Regions from separate parts of the Sus scrofa genome. Here regions 2 and 3 are each linked to region 1. A link is a contact called in public HiChIP or PLAC-seq data. All regions are on one chromosome and are shown on one strand. The core of a region is the stretch at or near the end of the contact, and the rest is flanking DNA. Distances in the headings are between cores, read along the strand shown.

Region 1 (3,360 bases), core at 90-2,589:
TTTCTGACTTATTGTAGTCACAAAATAACATATTAGGGGTATGAATATAAGTTATTTTAAATGTGGTGCTGGAGAGTCAGGATGGGGAAGTGTTTTCATTGGATGGGAAATAAGATAGATGACTAAATGTTCCAAGGATAACTACAGTTTTTCCATTGACATCATCATTTTCTTTCATCTCCTGTGTGTCAAAGTAGTTTCCCAACACGGCATTTTTCTTTTTGCATTTTTAAGAGTTTTCCTGACTTTTCTCCTAAGGTGTTACTAGTGGTCTCTTTGTTAACCTCTCATTATCGCAATGGTCCTAAAGTGTAGATGTTTGACCCAAGTTGAGAAATCTTTTCCAGAGCCTGTAAATTAGTATGTCACCAAAAATAATCTATGCATATATTCAAATCATTTATTTCCCCCCCCTTTTATCAAGGCTACTGTTTAAAAAGGTGAAGGCTTTGCTAGGAGGGAATGTCCGTATGATGCTGTCTGGTGGAGCACCCCTGTCTCCGCAGACACACCGATTCATGAATGTCTGCTTCTGCTGCCCGGTTGGTCAAGGCTATGGATTGACAGAATCGTGTGGCGCTGGCACGGTTACTGAAGGTAAGCATTTTTAACAGGGCAAATACTTCTATATTAGTTGCTACTGGCAAAGCCAATTTGCTTTGCCTTTGGGAACCATGGTAACTTTCTACCTCTTAAGTTACATCAGAGTCAATGCAAATCTGCGTAGTTTTAGTTTTGGAAATGTTTACTTGATTGTGTGTACCTTTTATTTTTTATTTTTTGCTTTTTTATTTATTTATTTTTTTTAGGGCCGCATCTGCGGCATATGGAGGTTCCCAAGTTAGGGGTTGAATCGGAGCTGTGACTGTTGGCCTACACCACAGCCATAGCAACGCAGGATCCGAGCCATGTCTGTGACCTACACTGCAGTTCACGGCAATGCCAGATCCTTAACCCACTGAGCGAGGCCCGAGATCGAACCTGCGTCCTCATGGATCCTAGTCAGATTCATTTCCACTGAGCCACAATGGGAACTCCGTGTACTTTTTATTTTTAAGCCTCGTAAATATTTATGCCAAATTGTCAGTCCTCAGAGTTCTGTCACCCTGGTCTTTTAATCTTCTCTAAGTGATCACTTCTGTGGAGAACTGAACTCTTAGAATAAAGTATCACTTTTGTCCTCCTTCTCAAATCTATATTCCTGCCCTAAGTTCTTGTTTGCTTTCTCTTCTGTTGTTTTCAACAGTCTATAGCAGGGTTTCTCAATGCTGACACTCTTGAAATTTTGAGCCAGATAATCCTTGATTGTTGGGTCTTTCTGGCACACTGTAGGATGCTTAGCCACAAGATAGCAGCTAGATAATGTGGCAATGAAATATATCTCCAGACATTGCCAAATATGTCCTCAAGGGCAAATCACCCTGGATTGTGAAACAGTGGGGTATAAAGTAATTTTCATTTCATCATCTCACTTTTACTTTAACCTCATGTACAAAGTCAAGGCCATTATCCAAAAACCGTCTCTCCATTGCCAAATTGTTTGTGACAGTGTTATTACCATTCCTCAAGTCATTCAAGGCATTGACTTTGAAGTCATCTGATTTTTTAATAGCTTTAACTTTCATCAGATCCTCCCATTTTTTCGTTGGCTTTCTCCCTCCCCTGCCTGCCACCTTTGGCATCTGACATTTTACTACTTCACACTGCTCTGAGGTAACAGCCTTTCAACTGCTTAGGATTCATCGATGTCACTTAGGATTCATCCTGTATTCTTCTCTTAGACAACAGCCACCTCAAACACGGCTCCATACCTGATGAACCTAGCTTTCAAGAGGTCTCTAACCTGGCACCATTGTGTCTGTTCTTCATAATTTCCCTCCTGTGTACACAGCTGGGTTCTTCTCTCCAGACAAGCCAATCTTCTTGCTCTTGTATTTTCTTTCTTTCTTTTTCCTTTTTCTTTTTTTTTTTTTTTTTTTTTTTTTGTCTTTTTGCCTTATTCTAGGGCCGCTCCCGTGGCATAGGGAGGTTCCCAGGCTAGGGGTCGAATCGGAGCTGTAGTCACTGGCCTACGCCAGAGCCCCAGCAATGCGGGATCCGAGCCTCGTCTGCAACCCACACCACAGCTCATGGCAACGCCGAATCCTCAACCCACTGAGCAAGGCCAGGGATCGAACCTGCAACCTCATGGTTCCTAGTCGGATTCGTTAACCACTGTGCCATAAGGGGAACTCTGCTCTTGCATTTTCTGTTTCTTTCTTTTGGAAGGTCCTTTTGGCTGTCCAATCACGGCCATCTTCTTGTGTGCAACTCTTCAATTAGGTCTTTCTCAGCTATTTCATTTTACATTGTTCTTTCTAGTCTTTAAGGGGCTACTGTGCTCACCAGCAGTACCATGCAGGTTAGAATTTAAATGTGCTCTAAATTATTGCACATACTTTTCTCTCCAGGTTGTTTCTTTCCAGCTCATGGAGGGCAGTGTCTCCTTACCTTTAATGTGTTTTCCTCACAATGTTTAATGTAATGCTAGGTACAGAATAGGTTGTCCGTAGATATTTGCTCATTGCTGGCAATCACCACAAACTACAAAAGGATGATATCAGCACCATTGTCCTGTTTGATAACAGCCACTAACATTTTTTTTAATTTTTATTACTCAAATGAATTTATCACATCTGTAGTTGTATAATGATCATCACAATCTGATTTCACAGGATTTCCATCCCACAGCCCAAGCACATCCCTCCACCCCCCCAAACTGTCTCCTCCAGAGACCATAAGTTTTTCAATGTCTGTGAGTCAGCATCTGTTCTGCAAAGAAGTTCAGTCTGTCCTTTTTTCAGATTCCACGTGTCAGTGAAAGCATGTGATGTTGGTGTCTCATTGTCTGACTGACTTCACTTAGCATGATCGTTTCTAGGTTCATCCATGTTGCTATAAATGCTGGTATTTCGTTCTTTTTAATGGCTGAGTCATATTCCATTGTGTATATGTACCACATCTTCTTGATCCACTCCTCTGTTGATGGGCATTTAGGTTGTTTCCTTGTTTTGGCTATTGTAAACAGTAACAGCCACTAACATTTATGGAACACTTTGTTTTTGCCAAGAAGTATTAAGCACTGTCCACAGATGATCTCATTTAGCCCTCACAGCATGCCCCTAAAAGAAATTGGTTCTGTTATTACCCCCATTTAGCTAGATTAGGAAATGGAGGCTTAGAGAAATTAAGTAACTTGTCCAGCCAATGAGTTGTAGCAGAGGAATTCCAATCGAAATCTGTCTTACCAGAATCCTAGGTAGAGAACGGTGGATCCAGCTCTCTTCCTTTGACAGAGATTTTTGTGCTTAATTATCCAAA
Region 2 (3,570 bases), core at 361-2,860, 170 kb before region 1:
AACAGTGACCAACCACGGATGAATTTATTTATTTATTTAATTTTTTTTATTACAGTTGATTTACAATGCTCTGTCAATTTCTGCTGTAAAGTGACCCAGTTATACATGTATATATATACATTTTTTTCTCACATTATCCTCCATCATGTTCTATCACAAGTGATTAGACATAGTTCCCTCGCTGTACATGCAGCAGGATCTCATGGCTTATCCACTCATAGATGAATTTTTGAAAGCCATTTTCCTTTGACCCGGTTGGAGAAATGAAAAGTATGTTTGATAAGTTTGGGGATTCCTTTAGATTTGGTGTATTTCCAGTTTGGATGATAAAGTGGAAACTGTAGGCTTAAGTAACTTTTCGATTTCCAGATCTCATCTGGAAAGGAGCAGGTTCTCTTCCCGAGAAGGCATGATGAATAGATGAGTGCTTAGCGTTTTCCAAAGTGCTTACTATGCCCCAAGTGCCGTGTGAGGTGATTTAGCTCTTGTGAGAATCTTAGAGAATGGATGTTGTCATTCCCACTTGCTAGTTGAGAAATTAAGGCATATGGAGGTTAAGCAGCTTGCTTAATGTGACAGTGAAATGATAAAATTGAGGCAAACCCAGGTTCATCTGACCCAGAGTCAGGGCTTTTATCAGACACCACACGACCTAGGCTCTCTCTTTTATTCTACCAACTTTCTACTAGGTTGTGGTACGAGAAAGGTTATCCTGGAATTCCTATTGTGGCTCAGTGGTAATGAACCCAAACCCGACTGGTATCCATGAGGATCCGGGTTTGATCCCTAGCCTTGCTCAGTGGGTTAAGGATCAGACTTTGCCATGAGCTGTGGTGTCAGATCTGGCCTTGTGGCTGTGATATAGGCTGGCAGCTGCTGCTCCAATTCAACCCCTAGCCTGAGAACTTCCATGTGCTGCAGGTGCGGCCCTAAAAAGAAAAAAAGTTATCCTGACTATGGTGTGACGAGACCTTTAATCAAAATCAGACTGTCTCAAAACATGGTTCTAGTGTGCAATTAAATGGGAGGAAGAAAAAACCCAAACAACAAAGAAAACAGAGTTAGACGCTTTCAAGCTGGGGGGAGTCTGGGAGAATAAAACTTCCCCAGCTACACTTCCAGATGTGAAGACCCTACGATATTCTTAAGCTGTTCATTCAGCTTCCATTCTCTTTGCCTGAGAGTCCAGAGACCTGATGGCTCCAGTAGCAGGGAGAGTCATTGTCTTCAGGGCTAGAGGCACCAGTACCTTTGCGATGCTGGAGAAAAGTCCATCCAGCCTGAGATTTTTTTTTTCCTTTAAAGAAACCAGGTCTCGTGGGCTCTACAAAAGAAAGCCACGGCATTTATTGTGCTGTTCCTCACCTCACATCTGGGGCTAGATGTCAGAGGTGCCCAAACGTAGATCTCTTTCTTGGCTCCCAGCAGTGGAGGAGATGGAATAGCGGAAGTAAAAGCTCTCCATTTTGCGTGTGAGTAGAAGATAGGAAGTAGCCTTAAAGTTCCAAAGTGTCTGAGACACCAAGAATCACATGACTTTGAACACACTATACGGCTGATTGACCTTCCTGATTACAGCTCTCTGTAGCTGGTGTTATAACAACTTGGCACTTTAAACAGTTTTCGTGCCTATTATGTAACAAGGACTTTCAATAACACGTACACTCCAAGGGCTACGCTGCGAGCTTTACTTGCATTCTGTTCTTTAAACCCCACAGAAACCCTTCTCAGCAGTTACTAGTATTGTCCAAGCAATCCGTGCACATAGTTGAATGGATAGTACCAGGAGTCCTGGTATTGAAAAGAAAAAACAAACCCAGAAATCTCCACACTTCCCATTTCCTGTGTCCTTCTTTTAAGAGGGAACCACTCTCACTTCTCTTGGTTGGTTTGGGGGTTTGCTTTGGTATTTCAGTTCCTGACTTACAGTTGATACTGCTCTCTCTTGATGTTTTAATTTTAAGCATTTTCTATTTCCCTTTCTATATGAATTATCATGATTTTGTTCCCTTTCAACCCTCCCCCCTGCAACATACACATATACAAATGTCCTGTTTGGCTTGGAGTTGATAATAGTTTCCTTTTAGTTCACTCAGTTTTTTTTTTTTTTTTCTGGTCTTTTTAGGGCCACACCTGTGGCATAGGGGATTTTTCCCAGGCTAGGGGTTGAATCAGAGCTACAGCTACTGATCTACGCCACAGCCACAGCAGCACCAGATCCGAGCCACATCTGCGACCTACACCACAGCTCATGGCAACTCCGGGTCCTTGACCCACTGAGTGAGGCCAGGGATCGAACCCACATTCTCATGGATACTAGTCAGGCTCATTACTGCTGGGCCACAGTGGGAACTCCTCACTCACTTAGTTTTTATATGGTTATCATTACTAATCCAACCCCAGACTTCCCCAAATGATCTAATACTCTTCTCAATAAAGTCAACACATCAGATAATCTGATTTTTTTTTTTTTATGGAGACATCCTCTCAGAACCTTCCATCTACCTGTCTCTAGCCTACAGCATGGCTGTCTTCCCTTTACCTTCATCCTGGGACTTTTTGTCATCAGTCTCTTGTGTTGGACCCTTTGTTTCCTGGATCCCATGTCATCTTCTGGCCACTCCCTTGTCATGGTGATGCACACACTCCAATGGCTTCCTGCAAAGTGTTCATGGGAGGTAATTTTTTGAAGAGGTTATCCTTCAAATTCTGAAATTTTATGACCATGTGCCTCAGCATGTGTCTTATAGTCATTGTACTGGATACTTAGCCCTTAGGTAACTCATTTCCTTCTGCTGGGGGATATACTTCCATTATTCTGTTCGATTATTTCGGCTCCATTTTTCCCCTCTTCTCTCTCTGGGAGCTCACAATGGATAATGGTTCTTTAATTCTTATATCCTGTCTTTATTTCCTAACCTCATAGCCATTTAATTCTGCACTCTAGAGATTTTTAAAATATACGTTCTTTCTGCTGAATTAAAAACAATTCTACTCTAGTCGTTCGACTTTTTAAGAGCTCGTTCTTTTTTGGTCTTTTTGTCTTTTTAGGGCCACACCCTCGGCACATGGTAGTTCCCAGGCTAGGCGTCGAATCTGAAGTGGTAGCCACCGGCCTACGCCAGAGCCACAGCAGCGTGGGATCTGAGCCGTGTCTGTGACCTACACCATAGCTCACGGCAACGCCGGATCCTTAACCCACTGAGTGAGGCCAGGGATCGAACCCATGACCTCATGGTTCCTAGTTGGATTCGTTTCCGCCGCGCCGCGATGGGAACTCCTCTCTGAAAATCTTAATTACAGGGTTTATCTTATGGCTCCTTCTGCTCCCTGCATTGTTTCTATTTCTCCCCAGTTTCTTTTTCAATGTTTGTTTTAGTTTCTTTTTTTCTATTAAAGATATTTTTTCTCCAGCATTTGATTATCTTTAATTATTCGTTTGTATTTAGGAGTGAGGCAACTGAAAAGCTGTGTGTGTGTGTGTGTGTGTGTGTGTGTGTGTGTGTGTGTGTGTGTGTGGTGGGTCTTATATCCTTAGGTGCACCTGGCCATTTCATTTGTATATCAGTA
Region 3 (3,403 bases), core at 282-2,781, 230 kb before region 1:
CTATCCCTGTGTAGCAAAATTTCCCCAAACTCAGCAGCTTAAAACAACACTTATTTGGTTTCTAAGGTTCAACAAACTCGTATTTGGTTTCAAACACTCACGTGGTTTCTAAGGGTCAGACATGTGGGAGTGATTTATGCAGGTAATTCAGGTTCAGTTGCAATCAAGCTGTTGGCTGGAGCAGCCATCTCAAGGCTTGACTGGGGCTGGATAATCCAGTTTCAAGCTCACTCACATAGCTGCGAGGTCTCGGTTGTTTCTTGGATATTGGCAATATATGTCTCAGAGAAATGCCTGGCACATATTAAGTACTATATAAGTGCAAGCTATAATTATTATCAGCTAAAATCTCTGAGGAGTCGTCAAGAGATTTTAAGCAGATGAGTGTCCTGATCATCTGTGCTGTTTCAGAACACTCCCTCCAGCTTTAGTGTGGGGGGTGAACTGGTAAGGGGACAAGCAGGAGGGAAGGGACCCATTAGAAAGCTGTTACAGGGGTTCCCGGCATGGCTCAGTGGAAATGAATCTGACTAGCATCCATGAGGATGCACTTCCGATCCATGGCCTCACTCAGTGGGTTAAAGATCCAGCATTGCTGTGAGCTGTGGTGTAGGTCGCAGATGTGGCTTGGATCCCGCACTGCTGTGGCCATGGTATAGGCCAGCGGCTATAGCTCTGATTCGACCCCTAGCCTGGGAACCTCCATAGACTGTGGGTGTGGCCCTAAAAAAACAAAGAAGAAGAAGGAGAAGAACAAGAGGAAGAAGAAGAAGGAGGAGAACAAGAACAAGAAGAAGGAGAAGGAGAAGAACAAGAGGAAGAAGAAGGAGAAGAACAAGAACAAGAGGAAGAAGAAGGAGAAGAACAAGAACAAGAGGAAGAAGAAGGAGAAGAACAAGAACAAGAGGAGGAAGAAGGAGAAGAACAAGAACAAGAGGAGGAAGAAGAAGAAGGAGAAGAACAAGAGGAAGAAGAAGGAGAAGAACAAGAACAAGAATAAGAAGAACAACAAGAAGAAAGCTGTTATAGGTGAGAGATGCCAATGTCCTGGTTTAGGGTGGTGCTAATGGAAACAGAAAAATGGATTAATGCAGGGTATATTCTAGAAGTAGAGCTACCTCTTCATGGATAGATGTAGGTGATGACAGAGAGGGAGATAGAGAACACAGGAAGAGGTGCAAAGTTGTTTGTGGAGGTGAGGATGGTGGGTTGAATTAGGACCTTGAAGGGTTAGAGGTGCTTGTAAGACATCCATGAGGAAAAGTCCGGCTGGCTCTCAGAGCTATGGGTGTGGAATTCAGAAGAGAGAACTGGGCTAGAGATTTAGGAGTCATGAGCATACGGGTCATTGACCCATGGGTGTGGATAAGATTGCCTAAGGGAAAATATGTCTAGTGAGAAGAGAAGCCTGCCTAAGAAAGATCCTGCTGGTCACCAGCAGTGAAGAGAGGGCTGCAGGAAGAAGCATCTGCAAAGGAGAGTTAGAAGGAGTGGCCAGAGAGAAAGAGGAAAACCTGGAGGGCGTGATGACACATAAGCCAACGCAACATCTCATGAAGAGAACAGTGACTCAGCAGTGCCAGCGCTGCCTAGTGAAAGATAAAGGTCACAGAAAATGAGGGTTGAAAACATCCATTGAACGGACCAAGAAAGAGATCATTGGCTATCTTCATGAGAGTCATGACACTGGAATGGGGTGCAGGTGGGGAGATGTGGGGATTCCTTGTTCCAGCCTCTTTAAACTCTGAATGCGTGGGATTTATAGACCTTGGTGTTGAGTATCAATTCCTCTTCCTAAACAGAACCTTTGATCCCACAAGCTTCTTGAAGATATAGATTCATGAGTGGAATTTACAGCAACTGAGGTACTCCTTGACCAAGGACCTAACATTTATTGAATGCTAATGATTTTATTTATTTATTTATTTATTTATTTTTGTCTTTTTGCTATTTCTTGGGCCACTCCCGCGGCATATGGAGGTTCCCAGGCTAGGGGTCCAATTGGAGCTGTAGCCGTCAGCCTACGCCAGAGCCACAGCAGCGCTGGATCCGAGCCACGTCTGCGACCTACACCACGGCTCACGACAACGCTGGATCCTGAACCCACTGAGCAAGGCCAGGGATCGAACCCGCAACCTCATGGTTCCTAGTCGGATTCGTTAACCACTGCGCCACGACGGGAACTCCTCATTTTATTTATTTAAAAAAAATTTTTTTGGCCACATGCTGCAGCATGTGGAAGTACCAAGGCTAGGGATGGAACATTTACCACAGCAGCGACCTGAGCCACAGCAGTGACAACATCAGATCCTTTAACTGCCAGGCCAACAGGGAACTCCAAATGCTATTCATTTTACATGGATAATCTAATGTAATCCTGACACCTACCCTATGAGGTAGGGGCACGGCTAGAAGGCTTATGATGTGCCGAGTGCTTTCTTAAGTACTTCACATAGTCAACTTCTTTTTTTTTTTCTTTTTTTTTGTCTTTTTGCCATTTTCTTGGGCCACTCCCACAGCATATGGAGGTTCCCAGGCTAGGGGTCGAATTGGAGCTGTAGCCAGGGGCCTGCGCCAGAGCCACAGCAACGCGGGATCCGAGCCGCATGTGCAACCTACACCACAGCTCACGGCCACGCCAGATCCTTAACCCACTGAGCAAGGCCAGGGATCGAACCCACAACCTCATGGTTCCTAGTCGGATTCCTTAACCACTGAGCCACGACGGGAACTCCAGTCAACTTCTTTATATTCCCAGATAAGAATCTTGTGGCCCACATCACAGGAAAGACTTCGGCAGGGCTGGGTTTGGCCAGGATCAAGGAAGACAGAAACCAAGGTCCTCAGTCATGGGACAACTTCTGCTGCCTCTGGGCTTCAGGGAAATGTCTTTTCTGAGGAATGTAGACTGACAAGGGCATTTTCTTGTGTGGGTCTTGGAGCAGAACTGCCTGGAGCAGAGGCCATCTGATCAGGCATTGTTTTCGAATATCCTCCAGGAGGCCATGGTACATCACCCAGGGCCCATCTAAGATGATGCTCATTAAGGGGTAGAAGGCCTTGAACCACAGTCTTCTTTTGCTCTCCTTCTTAGGTACAGAGGAAGCTCTGGGGACTTCAGAAATCCAATTTTGTGATGACTCTGGTCCCCAAGGGAGCAGAGAGAGCAGATTGCCATTTCAGATTCTGGCCGCGTGGAGACTGCGGAAATCCCAGTTTCCCTATTAAGATCTCCAGGCATGCACAGGTGTCCATGTGCCAGGCAGAGGGCACATCTGCTTGGAGCTTTCATTGCCCTTGCTGCCTCGCCTGTGACATTCAGCCCATTAAATCACGGGAAGGTGGAAGCAGCTCGTGTTCCCTACCAGATCATGACTTTCCCAATAGCAGATGCAGGATTGTT

What was found. HiChIP or PLAC-seq counts read pairs in DNA pulled down with a chosen protein or histone mark.
Region 2: an H3K27ac HiChIP or PLAC-seq map of alveolar macrophages shows a contact between it and region 1. The contact joins two enhancer-like sites. A contact is called at or near these places in 12 of 47 Hi-C or Micro-C datasets (alveolar macrophages, embryonic fibroblasts, fetal skeletal muscle and 7 more) and 2 of 2 datasets of contacts at active chromatin or transcription factors (alveolar macrophages and skeletal muscle).
Region 3: a contact with region 1 is called in an H3K27ac HiChIP or PLAC-seq map of alveolar macrophages. The contact joins two enhancer-like sites. A contact is called at or near these places in 1 of 47 Hi-C or Micro-C datasets (subcutaneous adipose tissue) and 1 of 2 datasets of contacts at active chromatin or transcription factors (alveolar macrophages).

Annotation. Positions count from the first base shown.
Region 1 is chrX:89,778,255-89,781,614 of Sscrofa11.1, reverse strand. It overlaps ACSL4 (acyl-CoA synthetase long-chain family member 4), which reads left to right. Exons shown (of 16, transcript NM_001038694.1): 11 at 425-597. Among named protein-coding and RNA genes, the nearest start is that of KCNE5, 37 kb to the right of the region's middle. Within about 2 kb of position 1,339, at least 2 of the 83 cell types and tissues checked have an H3K27ac peak or open chromatin away from gene starts, as enhancers often do. A contact at or near this core is called in alveolar macrophages, where this site is marked.
Region 2 is chrX:89,947,576-89,951,145 of Sscrofa11.1, reverse strand. The region is part of intron 3 of LOC110257796 (a long non-coding RNA gene); the gene reads left to right. Among named protein-coding and RNA genes, the nearest start is that of ACSL4, 110 kb to the right of the region's middle. Within about 2 kb of position 1,610, at least 5 of the 83 cell types and tissues checked have an H3K27ac peak or open chromatin away from gene starts, as enhancers often do. A contact at or near this core is called in alveolar macrophages, where this site is marked.
Region 3 is chrX:90,008,744-90,012,146 of Sscrofa11.1, reverse strand. No RefSeq gene overlaps it. Among named protein-coding and RNA genes, the nearest start is that of TMEM164, 95 kb to the left of the region's middle. Within about 2 kb of position 1,531, at least 1 of the 83 cell types and tissues checked has an H3K27ac peak or open chromatin away from gene starts, as enhancers often do. A contact at or near this core is called in alveolar macrophages, where this site is marked.